2 separate regions of the Mus musculus genome follow, and region 2 is linked to region 1. The links are chromatin contacts, called in public HiChIP or PLAC-seq maps. All regions are on one chromosome and are shown on one strand. Each heading gives the region's core, a stretch centred on a gene start, on an enhancer-like site or on the middle of the called end of the contact. The rest is flanking DNA. Distances are from core to core; before and after follow the strand shown.

Region 1 (4,258 bases), core at 9-2,508:
TGAATGCTGCCCTTGGCCCTTGAATACACACCATGGAGACAATTCAGTAGTTCCTATAATCACACTGAAAGGCTAGCTTTACCTCAGTTAAGTGCATGTGCACGCGAGCACACACACACACACACACACCATCTTTGTAAGCAAGACAGTCTTTGGATTTATGGGTGAAAGTTTTATTGTTTATCTTATTATACCTTAATGGAAACAAAAGGCTTTGGGATATAGATACAAACAAGAAATGAATCATCATTCCTAACAGAGGGGCTGGTGAATTTATATTTCATAATCTTGCCAACAAAGAGCTTGCTGATGTCTCATGAATGAGGAGGAGGTGACCTCACAAACACATCTTTAGGAAAGACCCCATGACTGTGGGTACAGAGCTGGCCATGGTTTGGGTTCTTGTCGAGCAGGGTCAAATGCTTGACCCCAGAAAGCCAGCCAGGGGCTTTCCCAACATCAGATATCAGCAGTTGTGGGCAACCAATGTTCATTCCCCGTAGAATTTTGGAAAAGTACAGGATTTGTGGATCTCATCAATTTGTGCTGCCTTAGTTAGGAGTGAAAATCCCCATCTATCCACGACTGTGTCTGCTGGTCAAGAAGGAGGGGCTTAACCCCAAACACCCGCCGGCTGTGAGCAGGGCTTGGATGCTCTGCCCCCTTCCTTCCAGTGAGTGGTACATGGCCTGTCCTCAGGGGCTTGCCCTGCCTAGCCTCCAGGATGCTTTCTCAGAGAGTGTTTGCAAAGATTGAGCTTGGCTACTACCTACCCTCCAGCCCTTCTTTGGCCCCTCTGTCCCACTCTAGCAGGCTCCTTCTCGATTAACACTGTGACCTCCAATAAGTCACCGTCCACAACAGTTTCCTCGTCTGACAAAAGGAATCAGAATGCAACCTACCCTGTAGGGTGGCAGGGATTAAACTTAGAAAGTGGCATTGGGCATGTAGCATTTAAATGATAGTTATGGGATGTACTCTGATGACAGTGACAGTGGATGGAGAGATAATTGCCCTCCTGTTTCCCTGGTCAGCAGACACTGGTCCCCAGGGCTCCCACCCTGGTTTCCATGCAACACTTGTTTATGTCTCCACTGCACACTCTCCAGTCTGGTAGTCTCGGGTTGCTAGGTGCCCAGCAGATTGGACTGCTCAGCACAAGAGCTGTTCTGAAGCAGAGCCCACAGGTCTCCCCCACTGGCCACATAGCGTGTGTATGCTGTTATTCAGTTTCCTTCTGTGGTGGAGGAGTGGACGCCTAAGTACTGCTTCTTTTTATAGCCAGCTCTGACAAGCACGTGTGCTGATTAGAAGGCAGGCCTCCTGGGGCATTCATTTTGAAGGGCATAATGATACTTAGGAACCAGAACTATTTCAGACATTTATTGGAAACTCTTTATTTTCTAAATTCAGGGCATACTTCTTGTTTACTTCCTGCTAATGAGAATCCCCCTGGGGTTGAAAGTCCTCTTGGGCCCATTTCTAGAAGTGTGTTCGCCCTTCAGATTATCCATGCAGAAGACCTGAAGAGGCCTGCATGGATAATCATTTAACCTTTTTAACCAAGAGGGCCCTTTTCCTGTCCCTAGGCTGCACATGCTGTCCCTCCTGACCAAATGCACCTCACAACATTTAGTCTCACTTCAACCCTTTCATAGAACTCCAGGGGGTTGTCTAAAACTAACACAGTACAAACACATGGAGACTAGAAGTCAGACTCCCAACTGGGCCAACAGAGTACAGAGCACTGGGGAAGCGCATGCCTGTCTTCAAGGGGCCCACACACCAGAGCAAGGGACCAACAAATGTTCTAGCCTTGCCCCACCCCTCTCCTTAAAGTCAGCGGTGCTGGCTCAGGTGAGGGGGCTTGCGAAATAAATAGTTTTCTAGGAGAGAAGGACACAGAGATAGCAGAGAACATCAGACATTCAGAGCTATAAGTTGAGAATGGGAGGGAGAGAGGATACAGATGGAGAGGGGGAAGGCAGGAGGGATGTTAATGTAGGGACAGGACGGATGTGCTCAAAACATTGGTTGGGGTCAATCTCAAGAGACCTTGTCTCAGATTGCCCACGGCTTCCCCCTGAGGAGAATCTAATCTAATCTGAGGGGACTAGCAGACAGCACAGCTCTTCTGCCTAGCACCCGTGGACTTTACTTTTTAAAGTCTTCAGCCTTCCCTCTCAAGGAGAAACACTGTCTCTTCAGATACAGGGTCTCTAGGGGGTTTTTTCCTCCTGTGTATGACTTTTTTAAATCTCAGAGTTACAGCACTCTCTTAAAAATCAAATCAGTGATATATACAGTTTTGTTTAACTTAATACTCAAGGAGATAGTTATCAATCAGTCATAAAGGTGTTTTAATTTGTGAGGTAAGGTCTCACATGTAGCCCAGACTGGCCTCCTGCCTCTGTTTCTGGAGCAGTGGGGTTCAAGTGTACACTTCCATGCCAAGCACAGAAACATGAAGGGCTCAAAGGTGCAGGTGGCCAGAAAATGCTCAGCAAGCTGCCTAGAAGACTGGCCGGGACTGGGTGCTGAGGCCACCTGGAAGACAGGCTGGGACTGGGTGCTGAGGCCACCTGGAAGACAGGTCGGGACTGGGTGCTGAGGCCGCCTGGAAGACAGGCCGGGACTGGGTGCTGAGGTCCTTTATGCTTTGTCCGGAGACTGTGGAGACTCAGCACTGAAACTGGCATTCTCCTTGCTCCTCTGTCCACAGTGTGGCTGGACTTCTAACCTATTCCAGTAGATCAGGGCTAGCTCACAGGGCTCGTCTTCACATAGGTAGTGTAAGTCACACAGGTAATGTGGATGGTAAGGGACCAAATCACCCCTAAAAGAACAATTGCCATCAATGCTATCAGTGCCAAGGTGGAAGGAATGTGGGCTCAGGGCTACAAGATGGGATTTTTCAAGAGATGTTAGAAATCTCTGTTCTTGTGTGAAATTATCTTGGAATTTAGATATGGGAGAAAAATGAGCATGGGGCTCGAGAGCTCAGCTGTGTGTTCTCACTGACCTGCCTCTAGGCCTTCCCACTGTGCGGGTTTTTGGGCTCCTCTTAGACTCGCTCTCTAGCCACCTATGACAGGTCCATGGCCTCCAGGACCCAGCGTCTCCACCTGCCATGGACACTCACTGTGCGTGTGTGCTCGCTGTACTCCATGTTCTGTGCATAATGCTGGAGGATGCAGAGCAGCAGAGCTTAGGACCAGACAGCCCCCAGGCAGCTCTGAGGAGCAAAAGCAGACTGAAGGGATGCTGATGAGACAGGCCACCCAGTATCCAAGAGTTCCTCTCTCAGCTCACAGCAGTTCAGGAAGGCTCAAAGAGAACAAGGCAGCCATCTTCCACTGGAACCAGATGGGCCTGATCAGGTGACTTCAGAAGGTCCTAGCTTGCTCTGGAATGACCAGAGAAATCTAATGGAGCCGAATATGTTCCAGATTTAGATAACAATGGTAAGAACTGGGAAGATGGCTTCCTATACCTGGTGCCTCAGGGAAAAGAGCTTTCCCTCCTCCCATGTCCTAGGGATGTGGATGAGAAAACAATACTGTGTATTGCCTCAGGGCCACCTGATCATCTAACGTTAGGCTCCTCGGAACATTCCTCCTGGAGCCTCTGATTTGCACAGGTGGACACCGGATTGAGCAGCAGCAGGCCTGGTAGCCCAGCTGAAGCATGGGACTTTCTCAGCTGGAACCATCTACAGACAGTGAGGCACACTGCAGACAGGAGAGAACAGGTTTCTAAAAAATAGGCCTTTTGCAGTTTGTCGGTCTGCATTCCCTGAAGACCATCAGTGTGTGTGGTTCTGGGAACACCCCTGGGCCTTCTCTGGCCTTCTCTAGCAGGCTCAGAAGTCAGGACATGTAAGAGAAGCCTCAGCCTTACAACTGCAGCTGCTTTGTCTGATGCAGGGAAGAAAAGTACAAATTGAGGTTAAGACTTTTCCATAGGCTCAGCTGAGTTCAAAGGTCAGCACAGCTAAACCCCACAGAAGGTGTCCTGGAGGAAGAGATACCCAAGGTTGAGCCTAATAGGGAAGGAGTTAGCAAGATAGAGATAGGGAAAAGAATGTTCTGGATAGTGGAATAGCTCATGGAAAGGCCTAGAAGGAAGAGTGCTCAGAAACTATCCCAGCTGCAGTGCACAGGAGTGAAGCTGGGTGGGTGATGAGGACCAGACCATAAAGGATCACTGTGACACTCCCAAAGTGTCCCACAGTGCCCAAAGCTGCCACCTGTGGCGA
Region 2 (3,901 bases), core at 836-3,335, 620 kb before region 1:
GAGGCCGTTCTGGGTCACATAGTGAGTGTCAGGACAGCATGGACTACCTAAGGAAATCCTATCTTAAAACCATCCAACCAAACCAGATGAAGCACAAAAGCCAAGCAGAATGGCTCAGGAAACGTCTTCTGGGTGCCTTGGGCTGTCTTACTAACTGTGGTGCTTTCAAGGTCAGCCACACTGTAGTGCCAACCAATCAACGCTGGATCCTTTCGGTTGCATTGGGTTACATTAAATGTTTATTTATATAGTTTAAAGTTATTTGTGTGTGTGTATGAGCACATGCGTGTGAGAGTTCAGTGCCCCCTGAAAGAGAGTGTTGGATATCCCGGAGCTGGAGTGACCGTGGTTTGGGACCATGAATTTATACGATAACTCTGCTCTCTCTTCCTCTCCCTCCCTCCCTCCCTCCCTGCCTCCCTCCCCCCATTCCTTCAGATGGGTCTCACTGTACTTGCTAGATTGGGCTCAAGTGTTCCTCCTACTATATATGCTCTCAGGTAGCTGGGACTGCAGGTCCTACTAGCAGAACCATCGTTCTTGGTTTAAAACAAAACAAAACAGCCACCCCCTCCTTTGTATTATTGGAGATGGTACCTAGGGCAGGTGTCATGTGTGTGGAGCAACTGCTCTGTCACTGAGCTACAGTCCCAGCCCCATCTTTTAATTTTACAAAGTGTTCCTTAGACTGTGTTAATGGTTCAAAGAACATGCTTCACTGTGACATTTTCATCCCTGCAGATGATGGCTGCCGACCACACATGTTTCTGTTTTGAGAAGTTCCCAAACCGGTTTATAACCTGCCTGCCCAAGATTACATGAACATGTGTGAGCATGTGAGTGTGTTTGTGTGTGTGTGTGTGTGTGTGTGTGAGTGTGTGTGTATGTGTGGGTGTGTGTGCGAGCGCGCCTGTTTGTTGCTGGGAATTGAACACAGAGCTTGTGTGTGCTAGGCAGGTACTGTTCCCCGAGCCTCATCCTCAGCTCTTCACTTTAGGAGTTCCCTTTGAAGCACACACAGACTTGCATTCTCTCTGACGTCTCGTCTGTCTCCCTCTGATGCTTATGCGTGTGCAGCTCTGCACTAGAAATCTCTCCCTTATCTAAAGTCACAGAGATTCTTCATTTCTGAAGGTCCCAGGTGCTGCTGGTTCGAGAACCAGCTTGCACAGCAGCAAGGAGCTTGAGCTGAGACTCCCTTCTCAGTGCCTGCTGGAGAAGGAACTTCCTGGAGGGGCTGAGAGTTCAACTCTCACCCAGAGCACAAGCCAGCTCCAGCTGGAGTTGTCCTTGGCTTGTCAGGCTCTGCTGCAGGGAGCCACCTGTGCTGCTGGGTTGCTTTCCTGTTGGACTTTTATTATTTTCTATTTTAATGGAAGTTCTGAATTAAGAGTGCTCCAGTCAGTTCAAATTGAGGTAATACAAGTGTTCAAAACAATGGGTGTTGGCTATGTAAACTGGAACTTGAGGGAGGAGGTCCAGTGGTGACAAGGCGGCAGGGCACGCACCGGGAGAGGATTTGAGACAGAAGTGGCAGGCATACACAGAGAGGCTGTGGTGCTGCATACCTGTGGTCTCAGCACTTGGAAGGCAGAGGCAGGAGAGTGAGACCCTGCACCTAAAAATCAACTAACCAAACCCCCAGACAAAATGCAAGCAGATCACAGGTCATTTGAATGGTGAGAATCTGTGATTCTCCCAGTCGAACCTTCAGTCCAGAGTACAGTGTGCTCTTAAATCCTAAGTCTAGTAATGGGACTGGTAGCTTGGCCTCCTCTGTTTATTTTTTATTTTATTTTATTTTATTTTATTTTATTTTACTTTTCATACAAGTTGTTTTGATCCAGAGCTCCAAAATCAACACTGGATTGCTGTTGTCACTATCCTTAGATGATGTCCCTCCTCTGACCCCTTTCACAGGAGTGTGGAAGTCCCCCTTCCCACTTTCTGACCGGACTCCAGAGATATGTCCCCAAGCAACCCTTTCTTGGCTAGGGTTCTGCCAGCCAGCCACGAAAACACTGTGGACTGTCTAGAATTGAAGTTGGGTGTTATTGCCAGACTTTCCTGGGGTGGGGGAGCCTTCTTTAATGCTTCAGGAAAGAGGCACTAGCCTTCCAGGGCAGGCTAGTTCCCCAACCCCCCAGCATGGCCCCTGTCACTCTGCCACTAGTCCCACCTCTCAATGGTCCCAAGTTGCTTCTCCCTGGCATGCTCACAGTCTTTCTCAGTGTGGTCAGGACACCAGGAAGGGACTTGTGGGCTTGTCAGTTCCTTCTACACTGTTCGCTGGGTCCCTAGCGTGTGTTGGGCTCTATGCTTGTTTCCAGAAAGAAAAAATATTTCAAAACCAAAGGTGGAATGTGCATTTTTGGAGGGTTATAAAAACCAAAGGAAGGCAGCAGCAGCTTGCTTTCATAGGGTTAGAGGGTGCGAGGCAGGCTGCTGGGGAGAGAGGACATCAGTGGTCTCATCTGTGCTGCATCCTGTGTGCTACAATCCTGACCTGCGCCAGCAGTACTAATGCAATGATGTAATAGTGGCAAGGCTGCCGTGGGGGAGCAGCCTGTCGTTCTCCTGAGACCCGTTCCACAGGAAGGAATTCATATTTGGAGCTGCAAACATGCTCAAAACTCATGGCTCGCCCACTGATGTTTTGCTGAATATTGCTAAATTACTTTCTTTTAAAAAATAAGTTGTTTTTTTTTTTTTTACTTTTTTCCAGTCCCACTCACTCCAGCCATATTTTTTATTTCATATATGTGAGTACACTGTCACTGTCACTGTTCGGACACAGCAGAAGATGGCACCGGATACCCATTACAGATGGTTGTGAGCCACCATGTGGTTGCTGGGAATTAAACTCAGGATCTCTGGAAGAGCAGCCAGTGCTCTTAATGGCTGAGCCATCTCTCCAGTCCCCACTACACTGCCTTCTAAATATTAATGTCCATGTATTTGTGCTGCTCTCAACTGTGACCCAAGAAGCTTCTTATTGCAGCAGGCAGTGGTTAATGCAGAGACTCAGAGCCATTTGTTCAAAGAGCTGAGAGTATGTGACTGAGTGCTCTGGTCTAGAAGGGACTTCTACATTGAGACCTCACCACCAGAAGGGCTCAGGGACCATTGCAGAGGAAGACAGAGAATGCCAGAGCCAGAGGATAGGGAGGAGTTCCAGGAAACACTTCCTCTGAGAGTGGCGTGGCTGGTGCACACTAGAATGCAAAGCAACGGTGGTTATCTGTGTAAGATCAAACCAGCTAGAAATTCCATCATGGAACTTGGTAGGGCTCCTGCGATGCCCATCCCTAGCTCAGGGGCTGTTGGCAGTTGATAGCAGCTGGGAGAGAGTGAGTCATTTTTCTTTGAGAATTGGCGACTGACAGGTTGCCCATATTCCAGTGGGTGACGTCACTTCATTTGCCTATGGGGAGCACTGATTGTCATCAGTGGATTATAAAACAGAAAACAAAACAAACAAACAAAAAAAAAAAAAGCAGAGAGGACATGAAGCTAGAAAGGATTTATACTGTGGAGAGAGCTAAGGGGAGTAGGAGGGAAAGGGGTAGAGTAATACGAGTAAGATGCATCATAGACATCTATGAATCTTCCAAAGAATAAAGGAGAGAGGGAGGGAGGGAGGGAAGGAGGGAGGGAGGGAGAGAGAGAGGAAGGGAGGGAGGGAGAGAGGAAGGGAGGGAGGGAGGGAGGGAATGAATCTGTCCTATAAGGAGTACCTTTTGTTGTTTGTTTATTATTTATTTTATTTCTTTTTTGACATAAGGTCTCATTTGGACAAGAAAGCCCTCAAGTACTTGGCAATCCTCCTGTTTCTCCCTCCTAGAAGGAAGCAGAGAAGATATGTCAAAGACTATCATAATGACCTCGGACAGAAGAAGAG

What was found. HiChIP or PLAC-seq counts read pairs in DNA pulled down with a chosen protein or histone mark.
Region 2: an H3K27ac HiChIP or PLAC-seq map of heart atrium shows a contact between it and region 1, with 8 times the contacts expected there. The contact joins two enhancer-like sites. A contact is called at or near these places in 1 of 15 datasets of contacts at CTCF or cohesin (the NIH/3T3 cell line), 17 of 484 Hi-C or Micro-C datasets (the C10 cell line, CD4 T cells, the G1E-ER4 cell line and 9 more) and 2 of 115 datasets of contacts at active chromatin or transcription factors (embryonic fibroblasts and heart atrium).

The regions. Positions count from the first base shown.
Region 1 is chr5:74,297,306-74,301,563 of GRCm38.p6, reverse strand. All of the region lies in intron 5 of Scfd2 (Sec1 family domain containing 2), which reads left to right. Among named protein-coding and RNA genes, the nearest start is that of Gm32064, 17 kb to the left of the region's middle. Within about 2 kb of position 1,258, at least 34 of the 459 cell types and tissues checked have an H3K27ac peak or open chromatin away from gene starts, as enhancers often do. A contact at or near this core is called in heart atrium, where this site is marked.
Region 2 is chr5:74,921,710-74,925,610 of GRCm38.p6, reverse strand. No RefSeq gene overlaps it. Among named protein-coding and RNA genes, the nearest start is that of Gm52779, 21 kb to the left of the region's middle. Within about 2 kb of position 2,085, at least 10 of the 459 cell types and tissues checked have an H3K27ac peak or open chromatin away from gene starts, as enhancers often do. A contact at or near this core is called in heart atrium, where this site is marked.